2 separate regions of the Gossypium hirsutum genome follow, and region 1 is linked to region 2. Evidence: chromatin contacts called from public Hi-C data. All regions are on one chromosome and are shown on one strand. The core of a region is the stretch at or near the end of the contact, and the rest is flanking DNA. Distances in the headings are between cores, read along the strand shown.

Region 1 (4,084 bases), core at 730-3,229, 38 kb after region 2:
CATATATACCATTTCATTGTATTAATCATTTAGGGCAACTTAAGAGGCTTCAAGTTTCAACAAATAAGGACAAATTTTTATAAGTGATGTCTGTGTTAGATATGCCTAAAACTTTCCCAACCAGACCCAAATTTATAAGTGATTTTTTTCTTTTTTTTTTTATTTTGAAAAATGTCTTGTTTTGGGTTTTTGATTAGGAAATTCTGAAATCTACGTGACCCATCTTTAATGACCTTTCAAACTGTAAAGCTGTGGACTTTTCGTTTAATAATGGTATTCATTTGAACGACTTTGGTCAGCTTTTAACCATTATTATGCTAATGATATTTCAGACTCATCTACATAACCATACCTTGATTAATTTTTAAATATATATATACACACGGCTACGTATAACATAAGTAACACATAATTAATATTTTTTCATTAAAAAATAATATGTATATTTAATTTAGATTATATTGAGGGATAACTTGGAAGAAGTTTTAGACATGTTGTTTGATGGATAGCTGATTGTTTTCTATTTGTTTTTTTGGTGAGATTTTTTCTTTTATACTCTGTCAAGAGTTAATGTGCTGTGAACAATTAACTACCTGGTGAGCTTGGTTCATAGAACTAAAAATGTCTCGATTGGTGGACTTGCAATATTTAAAGCAGATGTGTCAATATAAGATGTGTAATAATTATAAAACTCACTTGCATGTGAAAAGACTTGAATTGTAAACCTAAAACTTATAATTCACTTACTTTCTATTGTTAGAAAATCAATTACTATACTATAAACGACATTTCGGAAATTTCTTTTAAAAAATCGACCTCCTTAACAAATTACTATTATTATAGAAAGTAATAACAATGACTACAGTTGGGCCATCATAAGGGGGGAAAACCCTAATTAATTAATCAATTATTGCATATTGAGACAGTAAAAAGTGTTTTGTTAGGGCATGACATGATGAGTTGGGTGTCTGTCGGAGAGGTGGCTAAAGGGAAAAAAAAACATGAAAATACAAGTTAATAGATCTGCGTCATTAGGATAATAATAAAATAAACTCTTGAATAAAGTGGTGATCAAAGGAGGCGACAAAGCTTTGCTTTAGGTTGGGTTTTTTGCATTGTTGGTGTTTTGATCTAAAATTTTTGCCTTTGCTTATTGCAGATTCTTCATATATGTCTCCCCTTTGTTAAATGATAGCTGCGTACATATCTGTTTGTTTCTCTAAAAACAAAAAAGAATAATAAAAGGGTATGGAAAACATGATTAGATTTGGTAATAAAAAGATGATTTTTGAATTGGAAATGATATTGCTTTTTAGTACTTAAAATTTGAAGTTATTAATGTAAACTTGAGTTTAATTCAATTTAATTTCATTATAAAAAAATTTTAATAATTAAATCTTGCTCAAACTGAATTTCAAAATAATTAAAATGAAATAAAAAAGTGTTGGATGTAATTGTAATGTACATTATACAATCAAGGAGGGAATGTAAGATCGAATTTTGGAGATAAAAACGATGGCAAAGGGCAGGTGGTTGGCTTGGACCCCCAAAATGGTAGATTTTCTATTTAGCCCCTTAAATTTTTTTTATGAAATCACATATTAGTATAATGATAAAATTATACTTTGCGCCCCAATAATTTATGATTCATCTCGACCCTCCAAAGTAATTTTCTGGCTTACCCCTATTTGGAGATGACACTGTTGAGAGGGATAGTGATGAACCCTAGACCTCAAACATAAACTATAAAACGATCATGAAGAATATAAAAAGAAATCTGAAGGAATAACTTGAAATGATCATATTGTTAGACCATGAATCTTTTGCCAGCAATTCAAGACCATGAAGATTTGGACATATTGTTAGACAACTTTGAGAACCTAAAAAGAAAATATGTTTGAACTTTGAACACTAGCCCATTGGGGCAGGAGTAGCCCAGGTTAGGTGCATAGAAAAGCCTAAAAGAGAGAAGTTTGTGACCAAATCATAGTTATATTGCTCATGGGGTAAACCTATATCATGAACTAGATGAAGCGTTTGGACTTGAAAGTAAAAAAAGCCTTTCTTTTTTTCTCGTAAGCACAAAATTGGCTTAAAAATGAAGCAAAAGTGGGGGAATCACGAGAGTATAGATGTGGATGAGGGGTGTTTTGGTCTACAAATTTATTGAGACAAGACACCTTTTTCAAGATAGCTAAGCTAAACTTGCCTTGTTCACTTTTCTAGATTATGGTACTTGGAGCTACTTCAACTTAAAAACAGAAAAGAGAAAAGTGCTTGATTAAGAAAAGGGTGTATTAAAAAGGGGAGTGAATTTAAAACTTTATAGGGTAATCTATAATGGATATTATTCATGTATAGTTCATTAGGGTGTGTTTTTTTTTTTCAGGGTATTTGTCGGAGTAAGTCTAGTAACTAATCATTTACATTCTATAAACCTATTAAGGGATAGATATTGGTTACAAATTTTAAAGCTGTTTCATACCGAGGATTAGAATCAAATCCTCAACCATTTGTTAAGATAGTCATAAGGGTATGTTTCGATAAAAGAATTAGAGAAAAAATTTCATTCCATCAATGTTAAATATAAACTAATTTATTTGAGTAAAAATAACAAAAAGTTAAACATTTATACGGAATTTAAAAAAAAAACCCTCTCAAATGATGCTTGGCCTATTTTCATACATGTACAAAATTTTTAAAGTTTTTAATAATATTATTTTACTTTTATAGTATATAGTTAGTTTTGGCAAGAACAATGTTAATATCTCTTCCCTTATTTTTTATTTTATAAAATAGAAACACTTTTTTTTAATAATTATTCTTTGAAATAATCTATCTTCAAGAATAGTTATACTCGAAATAATTATATTCAAAATAAAACTTCAATTGAAAGCAACTTTTGTTCGAAACAATTCTTATTTAGCATAATTATTCTTCAAAAAGAGATATTCAAAATAATTGTCATTCAAAACAACTCATAGTTAGAATCCTTGTTTTTCAAGAATAGCAATTGTTATGAACATTTATGTTGAGAGCATCTAACTTTAAAAATATACATATTTAGAACAATTGTTGTTCAAAATAGTTCTACCAAGATTAATTCATATTCAAAACATGTTAGGAATAGCTCTTGTTAAGAACAACTCATGTTTGGAGTAGATCTTATTCAAGAATAACTCTTATTCAAAACGTGTTATGTTCATAATAACAATTCTTAGAATATTTTTTATTCAAGAACAACTTTTATTTAGAAAATCAATGTTTAAAACAACATTGTTAAAGAACAAAGCCTTCATAGAATAACTTAGCATAGAACAAAATTATTCGAAAAGACATATCTTCCAAAAGATGTTCTACAGAAGATGTTTCACATAATATTATTTCACCAAAATAGAGGAAGTACATATAACCTTGAAATATGATAGGAGTCTCGCATTAACTTCACCGTCTTAGTTTGATAAAACATATATAAATCTAGTTAAAAGGTCTCCTCTTAACTTTTTCTTGTAGTATTGAGTGTTTCTCTCTTTCTTTCAAAAAAAAAAATAGTGAACTCTTATTCACTATTCACCATTATAAACAATTTAAATTGTAGTATTGAATATTATGATCCGACCATATAATGCAACTTAATAATTGTTAAACATTAGATAATCAATGAGTCAATATTTGCTTACATTTTTTTTTGCATGCAAAAACTATTAATGATATATACAAATGATGTTAATGTATAATGAAAATTTATAAAACCAATTTGTTCAAAAAATTACAAGTATAAATTGATGAATATACTACATTTAGGACACTAGGCCTTAACAATTGACAGCTTTATTGAAAACCATAGTGTAACATCCCCAAAATTTTCGAAGTTCGGAATAGTGACAAATAAATGATAAGTCGGTTATAATTTAAGAAATTCAGAAATTAGAAATTATCAACGTTATTAGACAATGAAGACAAACATTGAAGGTAACATGCAAAGTTTGTATACTAAGAGGAATCAATCTAGGGTATTGACTAAATTGTAAGAAAGTGAAAAGTATTAGGGCCAAAGTAAGAAAATTAAGAGATAAAAATGATC
Region 2 (4,157 bases), core at 1,259-3,758:
CACTGTAGACGTTACCAATATTTAGTTGTTCGATATGTCAAAACTTTGTCCTTAAACCCTTTTTTTTGCCTATATTAATCCTTAAACTTGATAATTATTTTTCTAAATTTTAGTCCATGTGATAATATGGCACTTCAATATTGTGAAACATCATTGCCTAAATTTTTTATAAAAAAAATGATTTTTAAGTGATGCCGTGGACTAAAACTAAAAATAGTTGTCAAGTTAAGGATCATGTTGGGAAATAATACCAAGTTGAGGGACTAAAAGTTGTTTTTATCCTTTTTTAGATGTATACGTATAACATTTTGATTAAATTTAAGGTTAATATATTATTTGGTATCTAAGTTTAACTTTAATGTGTGACTTGGAATTTGAGTTTTTTGTCCCAAGTTTAATACGTGAGTTTGACTTCAATATTTAATTCGGTAATTAAACCGAACAATATCATGTGGCTCAATAATGTACTTAATTGAAATAAAAAAAATTTAATTACTATTTTAAACATCAAAATCAAACTCAAGTAACTACTAAGAAAAAAAAATAATATCAAATTAAATATTTAAATCAAACTTAAATACCAAATAATATATTAATGATTTTATTTAAAAAATATATAAGAACCCATCTTTCTTTAATCTTAACCTCACCAACCAATGCCTCAAAGGTAAGCCACACTGTATTCACCTAATCATATAATTATTTTAAGATAATACCTTTATTTTAATAAACCCAAATTGATTTATTTGCATAGAAAAACCCCCCAAATTGTTTTGTTTAATATATGAATCCACTGCATTGGATTTAGCTATGGTTAGATTTTCTAAAATTATTAGGTTATGATATTTTTTAATATACGAGGCTTTAAATATGTTTAAATGTATTCTTTTAATTGATTTAAAGGTAGAGAAAAATTATGTGTAGAATCAAAATTTTAAAATCAAACTTATAGTTAAATTAATTGAACTATCGATTCATTAATTTATTAGTTTATCTAATTCGATTTAATAAATTATTAAAATTTTTATAAATATAAATAAATAAATAAAAATTTGTCTTCACGAATCGAGTTTCGTTCAAACAACCTTTGGTATTTAATATAAAGTATTAGAGAATGTTTTGTTTTGACATGCCGAGTCATCACAAATCGGATTTATTCACAAGTGGCAAAGTATGAAAGAGACGCCGCCTGGAATAATATTTTGTCGTGGTTTCGACAATGACGTCATTTTAACATGTTTTTTAGTTGCTCGATTTCCGATGTGGTAAAAAAGCACGCCTAAAAGTGTGTACTGCTACAGGCAGGACACACTACTTTGCTGTAGAACCATAAAACCACACGTGTGCTTCTAGTTGTTTCTCCACGTTTCCCTTTTGCTCTGGGCCCATTTTCCCACGTTTGGGCCTCTTACAATATAAGCTTTTCGGCTTTCCGACGGCCCAAATTTGATTTCATATTATTCTAATCTAATCCCATTTTTTCTTATTTATTTTATAATATGAAATAAATATTTTATATTTAAATTAGAGAAATTAATTTAAAAATACTCTACAAACTTGTTTCCAACATCTATTTTTTTAATAGACTTATAAAATACCAAAAATTAATTATTGGTCTCGCTATAATAAATTTTTAAAAATTAGTTATTGGGCCATGAAAGCCCATTAAGTTGCCATTTTCATTTTTGGTTTATAATTTTAACTTTATTTAAAACTTAATTTAACTTTTTCTGAATAACTTGAATCATCTTAGTCTTTATTAACAAGTGTTGGGAGTAACATTTAGAAAAAAAATTTTAAGTTCGAATTTTAGAGATATTATTGTTGAGAGGGGTAATTACGAACTTTGAGAGATTTAATCTTAATAGATCATAAGATGAATACGGACCATACAAAATTACTGCAATTTTGAGTATATTAAGTTTGGTTCATTTTAGGTATGAATCATTAATGTTTATTAACGAGGTTTTAGGTTGGGTCATTGTTGGAGTTTGAATTGGATAGTTTAAATGGGAATTTCAACGTTTTTCTAACATTATTTCATAATTTTTTATATAGTTAATATTTTAACAATTCAATTGTTGATTTTATCAAAATATTTATATTTATCATGTATGTAAACTTTTGAACCAATCCGATATATTTATTATATCGATCTAAAATATTGTTTATATTAATATATATTTAACATTTACTTTTAAAAAAAAATAAAATAAATATCTTAACACACATAATCTACATCAATAGAGCATACAATATAACTGTTAAATCGTTACAATATTAATTGTATAAAATATTAAATTAGATTGTAAAATTACAGTTTTGCAATATTTTCGATTTGATTCATTTGAAGTTTTGATTTTTTTTATTTAAGTAATTTTAATTTTAAAATATTTCAAATTTGAATATTTAAAATATATTAGATTCTCAAATAAATTATTTTCGAATTTAACAAACTTAATTTTTATTTAAAAAATTAATTGAATCAATTTAAATCACTAGTTTTGAAAAGAAAAGAAAAACACAGTTTACTAATAGTAGCCGATTCCCCCAAAATAAGAAGAGAGATAGATTTAGTTATTAATTTCTGTATTATTATTTTTGATTAATTTCTCGATTATTAAGCCATTGTTTCGAAATGAGCAGGGGCGATCTCCTCAGCATCCATCCTTTGGAACTCAAGTTTCCTTGTAAGTCATTTTCTTCCCTCCTGTAATTTCTATTTTTCTTTGATTTTTTTGAATTTTTTTTGTTTCTATGAATAGTTGCGCTGAGGAAACAGATCTCTTGCTCTCTTCAATTATCGAATAAAACCGATAATTATGTAGCTTTCAAGGTATATTCTTCATCATTCATATCGGTGTTTTAATTTTAAATTTTTTAAAATCTTTTTGCTCTGTTTTTGAACCTGAAAATTGTTTGAATCTCGAATTCGAAATTGTGGATTCCGTTTGTGAGTTAATTGATTTTATTTTTTTCTTTTCAGGTGAAAACAACAAATCCGAAGAAGTATTGCGTTCGTCCCAACGCTGGTGTCGTCTTGCCTCGATCCACATCCGATGTTATAGGTACACAAAATAAATTACATTTTGTTAGCTCATTTACTGTTTATTTCTTATTATTAAGGGATGAATCCTATTACATTATTGTAAAACTAATATTTTAACACTCCGATCATTGAATTCATGAATATTTTGTACTTGTCATGTAAAGTATCAAATCAATCTGATATTTCTATAGTATCGATCCAGAATACAGGAATTAACCGTGAAATATGATGGTTGAATTGTTAAAATATTTAATTTTACTGAAAGTTTACCCTAATATAAGTAGATCGAATGGTTTCTAGATAACTTGTAATTGATTTGTTGATATTAATTTAGTTACCATGCAAGCGCAAAAAGAGGCACCTCCTGATATGAATTGCAGGGATAAATTCCTCCTTCAAAGTGTAAAAGTAAATGATGGAATAACTGCAAAGGATATAACTTCAGAACTGGTATCTAATTATTTATATTATATTGTATTAGTATTATTGCTTGATGGTTAGGATGATCTATGGGGATCTTTTTTTATTTTTCCCAGTTTAACAAGGAAGCTGGGCATGTGGTTGAGGAATGCAAGTTGAAAGTTGTTTACCTTTCACCACCACAACCACCTTCACCAGTACATGAAGGTTCAGAAGAAGGGTCTTCACCGAGAGGCTCGGTTTCAGACAACGGACATGTCAATGCCGCAGAGTTCTCTACAGTCAGATCTTGCTGCATATACTTATTGTTTCTCTTGTTGTCTGCAGTTCATTCTACAGATGCTAATGGTGTGCATTTTGTTGCTGAATGCAGGCTGCTAAAGCATTTAACGAACAGCTTGAAGCTCAAGATTTATCTCCCGAGGTAAATTTCGTATTCTTTATTTGCTGTGTAATTGTTTGCTGCTGCATATGCATCGTTGATTTTAATTCATGTTGGTAAGTTGGTAATAGTCATTAGTTTTGGACCAGATGTAGTAACGTCCATATTTTTGGGTCAGATATATCTATTCACTTGCTTGGTTAAATGGATGGTTTCGAGTCAAATTATATACTTTTACAAACATTTTAGTTCTAATTGTTCAGACCAAAATGTGTAGAGCTACCAACGGATCCCACCGGCCCATAG

Evidence for each region. A called contact is a pair of places that touch in the nucleus more often than the background predicts.
Region 1: a contact with region 2 is called in a Hi-C map of leaf, with 2.2 times the contacts expected there. The contact joins the enhancer-like site here to the promoter of LOC107942536 in region 2. A contact is called at or near these places in 6 of 34 Hi-C or Micro-C datasets (leaf and petal).

Annotation. Positions count from the first base shown.
Region 1 is chrA03:1,835,567-1,839,650 of Gossypium_hirsutum_v2.1, forward strand. No RefSeq gene overlaps it. Among protein-coding and RNA genes, the nearest start is that of TRNAL-UAA, 8.9 kb to the right of the region's middle. Within about 2 kb of position 1,980, at least 3 of the 9 cell types and tissues checked have an H3K27ac peak or open chromatin away from gene starts, as enhancers often do. A contact at or near this core is called in leaf, where this site is marked.
Region 2 is chrA03:1,796,818-1,800,974 of Gossypium_hirsutum_v2.1, forward strand. LOC107942536 (vesicle-associated protein 1-2) reads left to right here and starts at 2,509. Exons shown (of 10, transcript XR_005920884.1): 1 at 2,509-2,690; 2 at 2,766-2,836; 3 at 2,987-3,068; 4 at 3,384-3,499; 5 at 3,586-3,750; 6 at 3,843-3,893.